Linked DNA regions of Mus musculus: all the other regions are linked to region 3. A link is a contact called in public HiChIP or PLAC-seq data. All regions are on one chromosome and are shown on one strand. The core of a region is the stretch at or near the end of the contact, and the rest is flanking DNA. Distances in the headings are between cores, read along the strand shown.

Region 1 (5,082 bases), core at 1,432-3,931, 180 kb after region 3:
GGGAGGCACACGTTTGTTGGGTGAGTAATAGAAAAATGTCTGAATTCAGGGCAATATCAGAATGATTGGTTTTTAAAACATTATTCCAGAAAAATGTTTATATTCTAACTGCACAGAAGTTTGTTGAGATGTATATAGATTTTGGGTCTTGTTCATTTTTGGTTTGCGCTTTTTTTTTTCCTTTTATTTGCAAGTTCTTTACAATAAAGTTTAATATATATACATATATGAACTGGGCTATAAGCCCATCTGATTTTAAAGCATGTTCCCCCTCCCCACCCCCCCGCCCTTTCTCCTCCCTCCTCTTTTCTCTTCCTCTTCTCCCCCTCCTCCCCTCTTCCTTCCTGATACAGCTTCATTCCCAGGCTGGCCTCAAACTTTCTAGGTGTGTGAGGACAACCTTGGAACTTTTTAACTTTTAAACTAGGTAGAACCAGGTAGAAAAGAGAATAAATTCTAATTGTCATAAATAGGCATTCTGTCTGTAGAGAGAGAAGTGTACAACCCTAGTACAAGATGGCAGATGGCAATGGCCGCCATTCACATCTGAAAGACAGCTAATGGCTTCTGTTACCCACAGTCGCTGCTGAGCCCCTTGTATGCTGTAGTACTGAGAAAGCTGGCGCTTGCTGAGGTCACATTAGTCAACAGATTAAAGCAGCAACAGCTCTACCATCCCATCCCGGCTGCTGCCGCTTCTCACTCCCAGAAGCACTTCTTGGACAGAAAGCTAACCATTCAGCTCATTGTGTCTGTGCCCCTGTGTTTTACTGCCATAAGGACTGAGAGAAGGCAGCTTCACAGCTGCCCATGACATATCAAGACAACATTCATCAATGGGGACGTACTTCATGTCAGGGACCTATGGCTGGTAATAATTGCCTAGAAAGGAAGCTTAAAGAGGTAGGCACTCTAGTGGGAGGCAGAATGTCCATGTCCTACCTTTTGGTACTACCTTTTGGTGGAAACTTCATACCATGTGTCTTGCTAAATAATTGCTTAATTAAAATGATATCATTTTACCCTTGACTTTATCAACATCCAGGGGAAAGATATATGCTTTTTTTTTTCTTTTTTCTTTGTGAGACAGGGTCTCACTATGTAGTTAAGGTGGACTTCAAACTTACACTTTCCTGCCTGGGTTTCCCATGAGGATGACAGATGAAAGCCAGCACCCTTGTTCTGCTGACCACAAGCACAGCCTTGTCCAAGAACACGATCTTACCCACCCCTCCTCATTTTTTCCCAAGAGGATCTCCTCCACAGTTGGGCCAGCAATGTGGTCACGTCATGGCCAATCAGGCCTTTGCATGTCTTCAGGGAGAAGGGAAGACTTCTTTATATGGCTTACAGAGTCTTTCTGTAGCTTCTGGCCACTCATCGTCATCTCTGGGTGCTCTCCCATTCTCTACTCCAGCATTTCCTTTCTTGGGACTCATTATGACCTTTCTGGAACAGTTTGTAGCCCCGGCATCACCTAGCTAAGTCTCATCTATTCTGTTGTCTCTGGTATGGCATCTTCCGGAGCCTCACCAAAGCTCTCAGCCCAGGTCAAGAGACCATGCCCTGTGCCACCGCGCACACGGTGGCGCTTCTTCCCATTGTCCCCTGCTTCACTGTGCAGTGTTTTGCTACCCGGTTCCTATTCAAGATCCTCAACTTTATGCAAACAGTGACATTGCCACAAACTAATGATTGTAGCTCCAGAAGTTAGCACAGGCTCTGGAATGAGTGAACGCTGAAATCAATTACATTCGGGAGAAAGGAACAGTGTTTAATTGTGTGTTGAAAAATAAGATTGTCATACTTTACAAATGGGGACTGAACTGACAGGAATGATAGAAAAGGATAGTTTATGAAAACATGCTACTAGAGCTTGGCTTGTGAACATTATCTTATTGAATTCCAGGAAGGAAGGCACTAGGATGTTTCCTTTGGTTGAGGGTATGTTTGTATTCAGGGCACAGTAGTAAAGCTGGCTTTGATATTGGAAAATTCTGCTCTCCGGCCATCCATTCGAACTGGAGAGAGGTGATAGCACACTGGAGTCTGATTAGCATTTCCCTGATGGTTAGTGATGTTGAGCACTTCACATGCGATTTGTGTATCTTCTTTCCAGAAATGTCATCTGACTCTTTTGCCCATTTTTTAAGTTGGATTATTACTTTATTGTTTATTTAAAATATACTTGTTTTTGATCTATATGGATGCTTTGCCTGCATGTATGTTTGAGTACCACCTGCATGCACAGTGTCTGGAACTGAAGCTATGAGCAGTTGTGAACTTCCCTGCGGTTGCTGGGGATAGATCTTCTTTCTGTCTCCTGGAAAAGCAGACAGTGTTCTTATATGCTGAGCCATCTCCCCAGCCCACTGTAAACTTGAGAGGGAAGGAAAGCTCTGTTTCTTAGTTTCAGTCCATAGTCATTGGTCCAATTGCCCTTGAGTCTGTGACAAGGCAGTATGTCATGGCTGCAGCACGCCGTGCCTAAAGCTGCTTACCTCAAGGCATGCAGGAAGTAAAATAAAGAGAAGACACCAATGTCCCACAGTCCCTGTAAAGGCCATGCCTCCTGGGATCAAAAACCTCTTTCTAGATCCCCCATCCTAAAGGTTCTACTACCTCCCAATAGCACCTCCAGGGCCAAGCCTTTAATACTGGGCTTTCTGAGTGTACTTGTTCAAACCACAGTGCCTTCTCATAAAGAAACTAAAACAAACGTCTGTAAAACAGCACTTCCAGGAAAGCAAAGCTAACTTCAGCTTTTCACTTTTTGATGAAAGTATCTACACTCTGGCCAAAGGGAGGTACAAAAGTGTCACCTTGAGAGAAAGCCAGCATTTGCAACGGTTTAGAAGAAACAGAAATGATCATAAATTCCCTCAAGTAATCACAAAGATTTTTTCCACCACCAGACACTTCTCCTAGTTGTTTATTTCAATTTTGAGCCATCTTGGGGGGGGTTAAATTCTGATAGCAATAATAATTCTCCCCCCCTTTTTTCTTTTTCTTCTCCTTCTCCTCCTTCTCCTCCTTCTCCTCCTCCTCCTTCTTCTTCTTCCTCCTCCTCCTCCTCCTCCTCCTCCTCCTCCTCCTCCTCCTCCTCTTCCTTCTCTTCTTCAATAGAGTCTTACATAACCTAGGCTGATTGGAACTTGCTATGGATTCAAGAATGCCTGCAGATGTCTTGTCTTCCTACCTCTACTTTCTACTTGCAAGGATCTACAGGTATGGAATATTATAAGGCTTTGTTTATTTTTTCCTTTTTTAAACCTCTGTGTTCATGCATACATGTTTGTACAGGTACACATAGATGTGCATACACCGAGGCCAGAAAAGAGTGTTAGATCCCTCAAAGATGGAATTACAAGACTTTAGGGGATACTTGGCTTGTTATATGGGTGCTGGGTTCCAACCTTTGGCCCTTCTAATTGAGGAATGAGTGCTCTTAACTGCATCTAAACCATCTTTCCAGACCTCTTATAAATCTTAGTCACAGCATAGTTCTATTTTTCTTTAGTTGATCTTCTTGAAGAAATCAGTTCACCTCTGAGGAACTTCTGGGTTGTTTTCTCCTGCAGCTTAGCAGATTTTGATTTGTTCTTGTGGCTCCAGTCACCAAGTCTATATGAGTGGATTGAAGCCCCCACATCTTTTTCCAAACTCTTTTCCAGAGTGCTGGCTGACATATTATCAGCTACACGAGAAGAACCTCATGGGCCCTGTATTAATTTCCTTCTCACATCCTTCTCTAATCTGCAGTTTCCTACCTAATTTTCTACCTGTACCACCTGTCGCCTTTGACCCACCCCTGTTCAACATCCCTTCACCTGAATGCCAAGTCTTACACATTTTGCCAATTAGACAGATTTCCAGCCATTTCTCTCCATCACTACAGCCATTAACAGTCCAAGCTACTCTAATGTCTCACCTTCATCATAGCAAAAGAGTCCAAAATCCCCTCCTTGCCTTCAGTCTGTCCTCAGAGATCCAGTCTACACACAGTAGCTAGAATGGTTGTTCTAAATCACAACCCAAGCTCACCTTTCTCCTGCTAATATATAATGGTCACTGCCTTCAGGATTAAGTCCAAATTTCTCAACCCATAGACGTTCACGATCTGCTCTGTCCACCTGTTTCTACAGCTTCACCTCTTCCAGTATCCCTTCCCCCACCACAGCTGCAGCAACAATGAGTTTCTTTCTGTGTGCTCTGGTATTTCCTGGTCTTTGCATATACTGCGACACACTCACCATCTGGAACAGACCAAGCGTTCTCTGTATCACCAGATCCTCGTTATCAGCTACCCGCAGTATCGGATCTCAGTGCAAACCCCACAGTTCTCTTGCAACTGTCTACTCTAGACTGAGTAAGGGGTCGCCCTCTATTCCCACAGCACCCCATACTTACTCCTATTAGAGTTTATTACACAGTGGATTTTGATTTTCTGATTGTTTTTGCCACCCTTAGTAGATTGGTAGCTCCCTACTGACAAACAGGGTGTCTTGTTTACTTTAACATCCCTGGTAAGGTGATAGCTTAAAGGTCTTGTAAAAGACAGGGTAGAGGCCTGGAACCAGTAAGCTCTCATTTCCTACTGACTGAGTGATGAATGAAGTCACAGAAGTGACAGGCTCCCTGGCTGCTAGAGCTGTTACAAATAAAGCTTGGGTTACTTTGACTGGATTATCAAGTAAACCTTCAGGCCTAGGCCAGACTGGGGAAATCAGGACCTTGATTTTCATGGCCTAGACTGACCCCATCCTACAGTCAGGTGTCCTGGCTTTAACAAAGGTCTGTGAAATTGTGGTGTGTTTGTGTCTAAGTGTGTAGTATGTTTGTATGTATGTGTGTGGTGTGTTTGTGTGTATGTGTATAGTGTTTGTGTATATGTAGAGTATATGTTTGTGTGTGTGTAGTCTGTTTGTGTGTATGTGTAGTGTGTGTATGTATGTAGTGTGTGTATGCGTGTGTGTTGTGTATGTGTGTAGTGTGTGTTTGTGTGTATGTGTGTGGTATGTGTGTGTATGTGTGTGTACCTCTAATGCCATTCCTTATGCCACTCACTTTGGTTCTTGAGAC
Region 2 (4,671 bases), core at 1,240-3,739, 200 kb after region 3:
GCTATGCCAGTGCCTGGCAAATACAGAAGTGGATGCTCACAGTCGTCTATTGAATAGAACACAGGGTTGGGAGCAGGGGGAGGGGGAAGAGTATAGGGGATTTTTGGAAAGGAAACTAGGAAAGGGGATAGCATTTAAAATGTAAATGAAGAAAACATCTAATAAAAAAGATAAAGGAATTATACTAATTAGAATATTCTTTGTACATATATAATTCCATAAAAAGTTAATAAAAATGATATAAAAATTATTTCTGGGAAAAGGAAAAAAAATACTGTCATAATAGCATCCCCTGTGAACTGTGAGCCTGCCATTGAGCTATCGCTTTTCATAATTACCTCATTCAGTCCTCACAGTGGCCCAGGGTGATAGGCGGTGTCTCACTATAAAGGAGAACACTAAACTTGACTGGACCTTGGACTTTACATCAAGGCAGTCATTCAATTCTTTGATGGTCTTATCTGGCCTATTGGATATTACAAGATGTCAATGTCCTTCAGGGAGAGTGGAGTGCCCAGGGAAGCTGCCAGTCAGTTGTACTTCCTGAAGTGCAGGGGTCATGGCAGGAAGGGCATTCCCACAGGTGGAACACAGGACAGCAACTGTGGGTGAGAACAGTTGGGTTCCGGTGAGTGTACCAAGGAAGCTGAGGTTGAAACCCAACACCATAACAAACATTTCTGAAAGCCTGGCCAGAAGTCGTTTGGGGACAAATTGCTGCATGTATTAGGTGTAATGCTAAAGAATTTAGACATTGCTGTATAGAAAGTGACAAGAGGTAATTTAACAAATTTAAGTTGTGTGTGTTGTTATTGAGATGTGTACATTCGGAAGCTGAAATACCCAACTATAGAAGGAACATTTCCCCCTCTGTCGAACCATTATTTTGTTCCTTAGTATAACCACTGTTGGTTTGGGTACAACATTTTTAATGGATAAAAATATGGAGCTACTGTTTAACATGAATATAATTATAGTTGACCCTTTGCTTGGCAGTAACTCATTGGGGAAGATACTTCTGTGTGTCAGCATGTAATTTGGAAGTTTCTGAGAGCTTCAGGCATGTCAAGGCCCCCATGGTTAAGGTATTTAAAATCTAGAAAAATATTGATATTAATATAATATATATATTTTTGTAACCCATCCAGTTATTTTTAATCTGAATTATTGAAAGTAGAGATGATGGATACATGAAAACATGGATATTAAAACTTAATGTATGCCTTCAAATTGCTCTCTAAAAAGTTTTTTTTTTTATCAAGTTATCTTCAAGAAGTTATCTTCAAGAAGATGCTTAGATTTTTCCCCCTTCTGTATATTCACCAGTATTCCATCTGATCAACAGGGATTTTTTTTTTTAATTGAACAAGGTTGTAACAAGATCCTAGCTGTGGTGTGTCAGTCAGTTAGCTTACTTCAATCGAATTATTGTTTTGAATGTGTGATTCACTGTCTATTTAAAGTCCTAGAAGAAACAACTGGGGGAACAGACACTAAGGAAAGAATTGTAATATATTTGGGACAGTGACTAAACATAAAATAAATCACACTGGGAAGAAAACTAGGAGTCCTGCTTTTTGTCGGTGGGTCTCAAATACCAGTGCAAAAAAAAAAAAAAAAATACATCGGCCAGAGAACTTTTAAAACCAGCCAATGTCTGAGTTGCACATCTCAGTTTTTGTTCTGTTGGTCTGTGGTATGGCCTGAGTAGTAAGATATTAAAAAGCCCCAAGGGGGATTATTTTATGAGCTACAAATGAGAATTTGTTTGGGGTATCTATCCACTTTAAAGGTCCCAAATTCCACATCTACATACCGGAGAAAGACGCCATTCTTCCTTGAAATTTTCAGGAATGAATTCAGGCTTGGCAGAATTCTGGTAGGGCACATCTCCCTGGGTTCAACCTCAGCACTTTATACGGATACTGTGAAGAAAGAGCTACCTGGATTGTTTTCCAGGGTTCAATTTCACTTCTGTGACTTGACCTACAAAGGTGAAAGAACTGGATGACTCAGGCTGAGTCAGCCATCATTCTAGATCCAGGCGAACCAAGCAGAGGCCCTGTAAGTCTCTGGCAAACGAATGGAATAAACAAACACGCTTTTCAGAACATTCTCTGCAAGATGAAATCTACCAGTTAGAACAGGTCTGGCCTGGCTGGCATGCAGGGAAGGCAGGATTTCTACAACGCATTAAGCAAGTAATGAATGACCTCTTTCTAGTGGAGGACATTCTTCAGGTATCTCAAGGGTCTGAGCCCTGATTTCTCAGCCTCTTGCTCTTCCTCGCTCCCTTCTTTTCTTTTCCTCACACTCCTCCTCCTCCTACTGTCTGGTAACAACAAAACCTTCAAACATAGTCCCTGTGATTGTTGATACCGGAAGGAAAATCCTGTCATGTGGAGAAATGAGTGTCCCCTGCTGACTGGGACAGTGAGTCACTCCTTGCCTCAGACCTTAGGGTATTCTAATGTTCCATATCAACCTGCCTTTGCCAAGCAGCAGCTGACACCCTAAAGAGAACTTCTGACCTTCAGAGATGAAAGCTGAGCTCTGAACACTGGTATCCCTGGTCTCACACACGCCTGAATGGAGGAGGAAGGCTGCTAGGGCTGCCACTTTCCAGGCACGAGGAGACACAAGCTGCTGATCTTTGGGTTGAGGGATGGGAAGACTTTGGGGCTGAGGGGAGGGGGTGAAGAGCCTGATTTACAGCATGGCTCTCATGTCTGTAATACTGCCACCGTGGCTGATGTCAAGTTAGCAAAGCCTTCAGTGTGCTCACAACATTCCTGAAGGTTTACTAATCAGCTTTCACCAGCCTGTCCAGACTGGTTGCAGCAGACTCCTGGCTCTGCCTCGGGAACAACTGGCCTTCTTAGTGATGCATGCCTATAGCCCCAGCACTAGGGAGCCTGAAGCAGGAGGATCACAAGTTCAAGGCCAGCCTGAGCTACATAGCAAAACTGTCTTCAAAAGGAAAATCTTGGTAGCATAATATATTTACTATTTAAGCTTATACCATTTTGTGGCTCAAAATTCAGTCTTGTAGAGCTGCAAATGTCAGTTTACACAGAGACCACAAGTTTCTCAGCATCTACTTGCAAAGATGCTAAGGGTCTAATGAAAGAAGGACTCAGCTCTTAATACTTCAAGAGGTTTATTTCTAAGAATTGGAAACTAGGGACTGGAGATATGGCTCAGCAGTTAAGAGCACTGGCTGCTCTTCCAGAAGACCTGGGTTTGATTCCCAGCACCCATATTGTAGCTCACAACTGTCTGTAATTTCAGTTCCAGGGGATCTGACACTCTCACACAGACATACAGGCAGGCAAAACACCAATGCACATAAAATCAAAATAAATCATCTAAAAACAAACGAATTGAAAACTAAGTGAAATACTGACTTAGGACTAAGACCATGGAATAAACTGGGGAGAAAAAAAAACAAAAAAGAGTTCTTTAATTACTGAATGAACAGTGTCATGCTTGACACCCCTGCCCCCACCACCACCTCTTTTCTCATCACATCTGAAGGCCTGTTAAGAGTGAGTAACTATTCCACTTCAAATTTATTTGAGCCAAATATGAATTGTAAATTCTCTAGAAGAAATTAATTCTCTATTTGATGTTAGGAAATCCTATGTTTTTCAAATGGATGTCCTACAGAATAAAAGAGACCTGGGTCCTATTTCAAAATGAATCACCAACTCTCCCCTCCCTAAAAAATATTATTTTCTTTAAAAAATACAAAATATTATAAGAATGTGCTCTCATTTTAATCCCAGGATGTGGAGGCTGCTTCGGACTGTCTGCAGCAGCTGACTATGATTTGCCTCGTGCTCTAGCAGAGGCGTGGTTTTGCCAGCTGCAGATAGTTTCTAAGACTGTGTGACATTTGGCGTTCTGGGAACTTTTTAGAGTAATAAATGCTAGGACCTCCAGTGGGGTTGGTGATTGTTGGTCTTTCGGGGGCAGGACGGTTGGTTGCTTTTTGTTAGTAGTCATACTCAAAGAAGGAACAAGAGAAAAGAAATTAAATTCAGGGATTCACATTCTTCTCTCTCTCTCTCTCTCTCTCTCTCTCTCTCTCTCTCTCTCTCTCTCTGTCTCCCTCTCTCTCTCTCCCCACCCCCGCATCTCTCTCTCTCTCTCTAGCTCTTGCTTTCCCTCTTCTCCTTCTTCCTCTTTCTCTTCCCCTTCAATCCTTTCTCTCCTATCTGGTGATAGGGAGTAAAACTAGGGTGAGGAGGGGTAGGGAAAAAAGAACCCACAAAATAGCAAGACCAGCTACAATGTTTCAAGAGTATGTAGTCGCTGGGGTAAAATTATGCTCAGAGAACGTTTGTATCCTATTTTGATGGCTCCCCATTCTTCAGACATGATGAATAAGTAAATGTTTGAAAAACTTGATTTGGGGGGAGGGTTCATAGTAGCCAGGCCCTATAGAATTTGAGCAAAAATAAATTCACATTGACAACTCCACAGCCAGGAGTAAATTATTCTTAATTAAGTAACACATTGGGTCTTTCCAAAGATAAAAAAAAAAAACAGTGATGGGTCAAAGAAGTGTGTTGCTTTAGACTGTCTGAGGCTATTAATAAAACAGTCTCTCTGCAGGAAGTGAATATAGACAACTCACAAAAGCAGGAAAGCTGCTCAGGAACCCGC
Region 3 (4,644 bases), core at 10-2,509:
AGTAGAGAGATATATTGTTCTGTGTGCATGACTATGAAATAAGCCAAAATCTTTTCCCAAAAAAATCGTGGACAACTTTTCCTTCAAATAATTTTAGCATAAAGAACAAAATACCGTGGCCCTTAGTATTTTCTTAAAGTTTATGAGTGTGAGAATGTTACGAACGGTAAAACCATTACAAGTTATCCGATTAGTGAATACTGCATAAGGGAAATTTACCACTTCAAGTACACTGCCTAAGAAGCGAGCGCTGGATTTTAAACACATGTACACAGTAGTGATAATTCTGCACCGATTTATACTTTTTGAAACGTCTGAGCCAGCGTGACCTTCTTGGAGAAGGAAAATTCAGGCTGTTGCCAAAAGGAGAGATTGACGTGATCTTTAAGATCGTGAATATGGGCTCGGTTAGAAAAACCAAAACGATGGTAAATGTCTAAGATCACCCCGGAGAACAAAAACAGCCCCGATTCCATGTTGTCATCCGCTCGCTCCCTCAGCAGCGCTAGCAGCCTGACATTAAGACCTAGAGGTCCGGGCGTTGGCGTTGCTGGCGTTCTCCACGATTCTCCCAGTGCAAAAAAAAAAAAAAAAAAAAGAAACGTTATAGGCATTTGCCATGAGGACTGTCGCCGGCCCACCTGCGGCCATCTTAAGTTCGGGGGAAACCAAAGGCCCGGGGCACCCAACTCGAAGGCCGGGCATCAACCACAGTCCCGGAGGCTCGAGAGAGGAAGGCACCCCTAAGTCCTCTGCAGGAACCCCGCGTGGAGCTCAATTAACAAAACCTCACCGCGGAGAGGCCCCGCGGCCGGCCGGGTGCCCTCATCAAACATGGCCGCCTAGGGAAGCGCGCCGTCACGTGACGCCCGCGCTCGCCCCGTGCCTCCCTCGGCGCCCGAGGTCTGGATGGCGGCGCGCCCCTCCCCCCGCCGGGCTCCAGCACTCACTCTGGGGGGTAGAGCCGTAGCTCCTCGATTTCTCCTAGGAAGGAAAAGAGCGTCCTCATCTGCTCGCTGGTCACCGCCGACGAGAGGTTCGTCACCTGAATCACCGTCGTAGGGAAGAGGCCGAAGCCTAAGCCCAAGCCGAAGCCGCCGCCGCTGTTCATCCCGGCCTCGCTGCTGCTGCCTTCCCGCTCCCCAACGTCCACGACGCGTCAGCGACGGAGCCTGGGAAGCAGAGGCGCGCGGCCGCGAGCGCGCTCCCGAGAGCTAATCCTCCGCGCCCGGGCACGTCTAGCCGCCCATCGCGCAACTCTCCTGCTCCGGGGGCTGCGCGCGCCGGCCGGAAGCGTCGCCCTGGCAACGCGGCGGCTCCCCGCGGGTCCTGGCGGCCGCAGCCCTGGGGTCAGGTCGCCGGGACTGTTGCTAGGCGTCACTAGGTCTTCAGAGAGGTTTACCTGCTGCTGCAGTGAGGGTTGCGGAGGTTGTGCCTACAAACTCCATCACTTCTCGATGCTTCTGTCAGTTAAGCAGCTCGGCTCTTTCTCCACATCAGGCGGAGGAACCCAGAGGCCTGGGCTGCAGTGGTAAAGGGACAATGACATCTGGACATTATACATTAATACCTGACCAAACAATAGCTTCATTATTAAATACAGGCTGCAACCCCGCTTAACCTATTTTCAAAATTGGCAGGCACCCTGATTATGAGAATTCTTGGAAATTTTCACACCAATTATGGAGGTTAGGGTAAATGAGTGAATGAAAGGCTTTGCTGTCAATTTATAACATGCAATTTATTTACTAGCGGGCCCTAATATCTATACTTTTAGACAAAGGCAGGTAAAAGACACAAACTGTCTACATGCAACTTGCACCTTAATACTGCGCAATCATTTTCAACCAGAGCAGCTATATCCAAAGTTCATGGTTCAAGTCCATTCCTGTGGGCCCACAATATAAAAACTTATTGGGGTCCTGGAGTTGCTCTACAAAGCACACAAACATCAAACTCAGTTAAACAGGGATGGTTTATATAACTCACACCACAAGCCTGATGGACCAGGGCAACAGCTCAAAAAGCTGAGCGCTGGATATTTCTTAATGGCCATCTTCTAAAGGTTAAAACCGCTCAAACCACAGTGGGCTCCAATGCAGGTGCTGGAAGGGCTGCCTGGTAGTCAGCCCTCACTCAAGCCATTTTAGACGTGACAGTTTATATTGACCTTTAATTTGATGGGTCCTACATGAAGCCTACAGTTGTGGAATTTCTTAAGATTAACAAACCTCATAACACACAGAACAGAACAGGGTATGTGATCAGCATGACTCTGTTCTGAGTCAAGTTATTTTTCTGTGTCAATGACTGGCAGGCACACTACAGCAACATATGAAGTAGCTAGCAGACATGGAACGAAATGGCTACAGCTATGCTGGGGGAGGGAGACCCCAACACATGTACTAATTATTAAGACTTTGTTGCCACAGGGCGGTGGTGGTGCAAGCCTTTGATCCCAGCACTTGGGAGGCAGAGGCAGGTGGATTTCTGAGTTCGAGGCCAGCCTGGTCTACAGAGTGAGTTTCAGGACAGCCAGGGCTACACAGAGAAACCCTGTCTCAAAAAAACAAAAGAAGAAAAACAAAAACAAAAAGACTTTGTTGCTCTTTTCACCTTTGTTCTGATGGTCTTAAAGCAACAGTAGAAATGAGGGTGTAGTTACATTGGTAAATGTTTGCCTTGCTTACTTGAAAGCCCAGTGTTGAGACATTAGACCCGAAACTGGCATAAACCTGTAATCTCAGCACTGGGGAGATCAATGGATGGACAGATGGATGATGGATGGATGGGTGAATATAATGGTAGGTTAAAGGGCTGGCACCTGATTGGGAAGCAAGGCAACGTTTGTAAACTCTGAGTTTCTGTTGTTTATATTCTTAATCTCTACCCACTCACACTACACTAAATGTAACTTTAAACTAACTCCCTTGTAAAGGAGTACAACATTAAACGTACAATGTATCTTTCTCATATTTTGTGCTTTGTGAGACAGATTCTCACTATGTAGCCTTTATTGACCTAGGAGTTACTATGTGTATCAGACTGGCCTTGAATTCATAGAGATCCACTTTTCTCCCAAGTCCCGAGGAATTAAAAGTGTATGTATTATTAAATGTATTATTTATTTGTTTGTTTGCTCATTTGGTTTTTCTTTTTTTTAAACAGGGTTTCAGGCTGGAGAGAGGGCTCAGCGGTTAAGAGCACTGACAGTTCTTCCAGAGGTCCTGAATTCAATTCCCAGCAATCACATGGTGGCTCACAGCCATCGGTAATGGGATCTGATGCCTTCTTCTGGTGTGCCTGAAGACAGCTACAGTGTACTCCTATATAAAGTAAATAAATAATTAAAAAAAATAACGAAACAGGGTTTCTCTGTGTAGCCCTGGCTGTCCTGGAACTCACTATGTAGACCAGGCTGGCCTCAAACTCAGAAATCCGCCTGCCTCTGCCTCCCAAGTGCTGGGATTAAAGGAGTGCACCACCACCTCCTGGATCTATAATGCATTTTTAAAATATTATCAGTGCAAAATAAAGAAAGGCAAGAACTTCTGTTCAGGTAATTGTCTCCAGGGGAAAAATTATATATATATATCAACATCCAGATTATGTCTACTCTGGCTGCAGTGTAGAGATACAGTGAAAGGTTGATGGAGATTAGAGGCAACGAGCCTGGGTAGGTACTCAGTGCAGTAATCAGCTTGAGCTAAATAACATACAAAACAAAGGTAAGTGGAAAGCAATAAATCATCCCAAATTTGAACAAACCTGAATAAAGTTATGCACTCGGAAAAAAGACAGTGACCATGCATTCAGTTTGGGCACAATTACAAGACCCCTAGAACTGACCACAACGAGCTTAGAACCCTGGCTCCAGCTTGAGTGTGGGGCAATCTATGGAAGCCGTTGCTGGGCTCTCTCCCAGAGTCTCTGGTTCAGTAAGCTGGGAGTGAGGTCTGAAATAGAAACTTAGGAGTTCAGGTGACAATGCCGCTGGGGGCGGGGTTGGGGTTGTGAACAGCGCGTTGAGGAAGACTGGTTTAGAAGGGTGTGAATGTAGCTCACTCAGCAACATACGGATCATCTATGGATGGAGAAGCACCAGGAGATGTTTAAGTCTCCAGTTTGGAGGATGGGTAAATGATGCCATAATTTGTGTCAAACAGTAGAAAGGAAGAACTGCAGTATGAGGAAGGAGCAGAGAATATTAAGTTCTATTGTAGACATGCTTATGACTTGAGATTGGAAGTAAATATAGTTGTGGCGTGGTGAAACATACTATTGTTCTATCTCTATCATATTATTATTCTATCTATGTGAGTCTGAGGCAGAATAATCAAGAACCTGAGGCCAGTGTGGGCGACATGAGGATACCCTGACTAGAGAAACCAAGAACTGAGTTCATTGGTATGTAGCAGAACACTTAGCTGGGATTCATAAGCTGCCGAGTTAAAGTGGGAGGGAAGGGAGGAGAGAGAAGAGGAGAGGGAGAGAAATGCATCCTGTCTTGTATATGTGCATGCACACCTGTGTTTGGAGCAAGACCCTCCCAGGAGCGAAGCACCAAGTCTTTACTTCTTCTAAACCATGGGACTTTTTCTATTCAGGATCCAGAAGTCTCCTTGTCTGTGGTGGGCTAGCTGA

The links. HiChIP or PLAC-seq counts read pairs in DNA pulled down with a chosen protein or histone mark.
Region 1: a contact with region 3 is called in an H3K4me3 HiChIP or PLAC-seq map of the 230-238 cell line, with 2.5 times the contacts expected there. The contact joins the enhancer-like site here to the promoter of Srek1 in region 3. A contact is called at or near these places in 2 of 39 promoter capture datasets (the 3T3-L1 cell line and embryonic stem cells), 1 of 484 Hi-C or Micro-C datasets (nephron progenitors), 3 of 115 datasets of contacts at active chromatin or transcription factors (the 230-238 cell line, bone marrow-derived macrophages and embryonic forebrain) and 2 of 9 other capture datasets (adipose tissue and liver).
Region 2: a contact with region 3 is called in an HNF4G HiChIP or PLAC-seq map of pancreatic cancer cells. The contact joins the enhancer-like site here to the promoter of Srek1 in region 3. A contact is called at or near these places in 2 of 39 promoter capture datasets (the 3T3-L1 cell line and stem cell-derived epiblast-like cells), 1 of 484 Hi-C or Micro-C datasets (myocytes), 3 of 115 datasets of contacts at active chromatin or transcription factors (the NIH/3T3 cell line, embryonic forebrain and pancreatic cancer cells) and 2 of 9 other capture datasets (adipose tissue and liver).

The regions. Positions count from the first base shown.
Region 1 is chr13:103,953,155-103,958,236 of GRCm38.p6, forward strand. No RefSeq gene overlaps it. Among named protein-coding and RNA genes, the nearest start is that of Erbin, 35 kb to the left of the region's middle. Within about 2 kb of position 2,682, at least 10 of the 459 cell types and tissues checked have an H3K27ac peak or open chromatin away from gene starts, as enhancers often do. A contact at or near this core is called in the 230-238 cell line, where this site is marked.
Region 2 is chr13:103,975,947-103,980,617 of GRCm38.p6, forward strand. No RefSeq gene overlaps it. Among named protein-coding and RNA genes, the nearest start is that of Erbin, 58 kb to the left of the region's middle. Within about 2 kb of position 2,490, at least 136 of the 459 cell types and tissues checked have an H3K27ac peak or open chromatin away from gene starts, as enhancers often do. A contact at or near this core is called in the NIH/3T3 cell line, adipose tissue, myocytes and 1 more, where this site is marked.
Region 3 is chr13:103,773,349-103,777,992 of GRCm38.p6, forward strand. It overlaps Srek1 (splicing regulatory glutamine/lysine-rich protein 1), which reads right to left and starts at 1,260. Exons shown (of 12, transcript NM_001361085.1): 1 at 951-1,260. The coding sequence starts at 1,111. Gm52054 (a long non-coding RNA gene) reads left to right here and starts at 1,269. Exons shown (of 4, transcript XR_003950659.1): 1 at 1,269-1,688; 2 at 3,169-3,559; 3 at 4,322-4,407.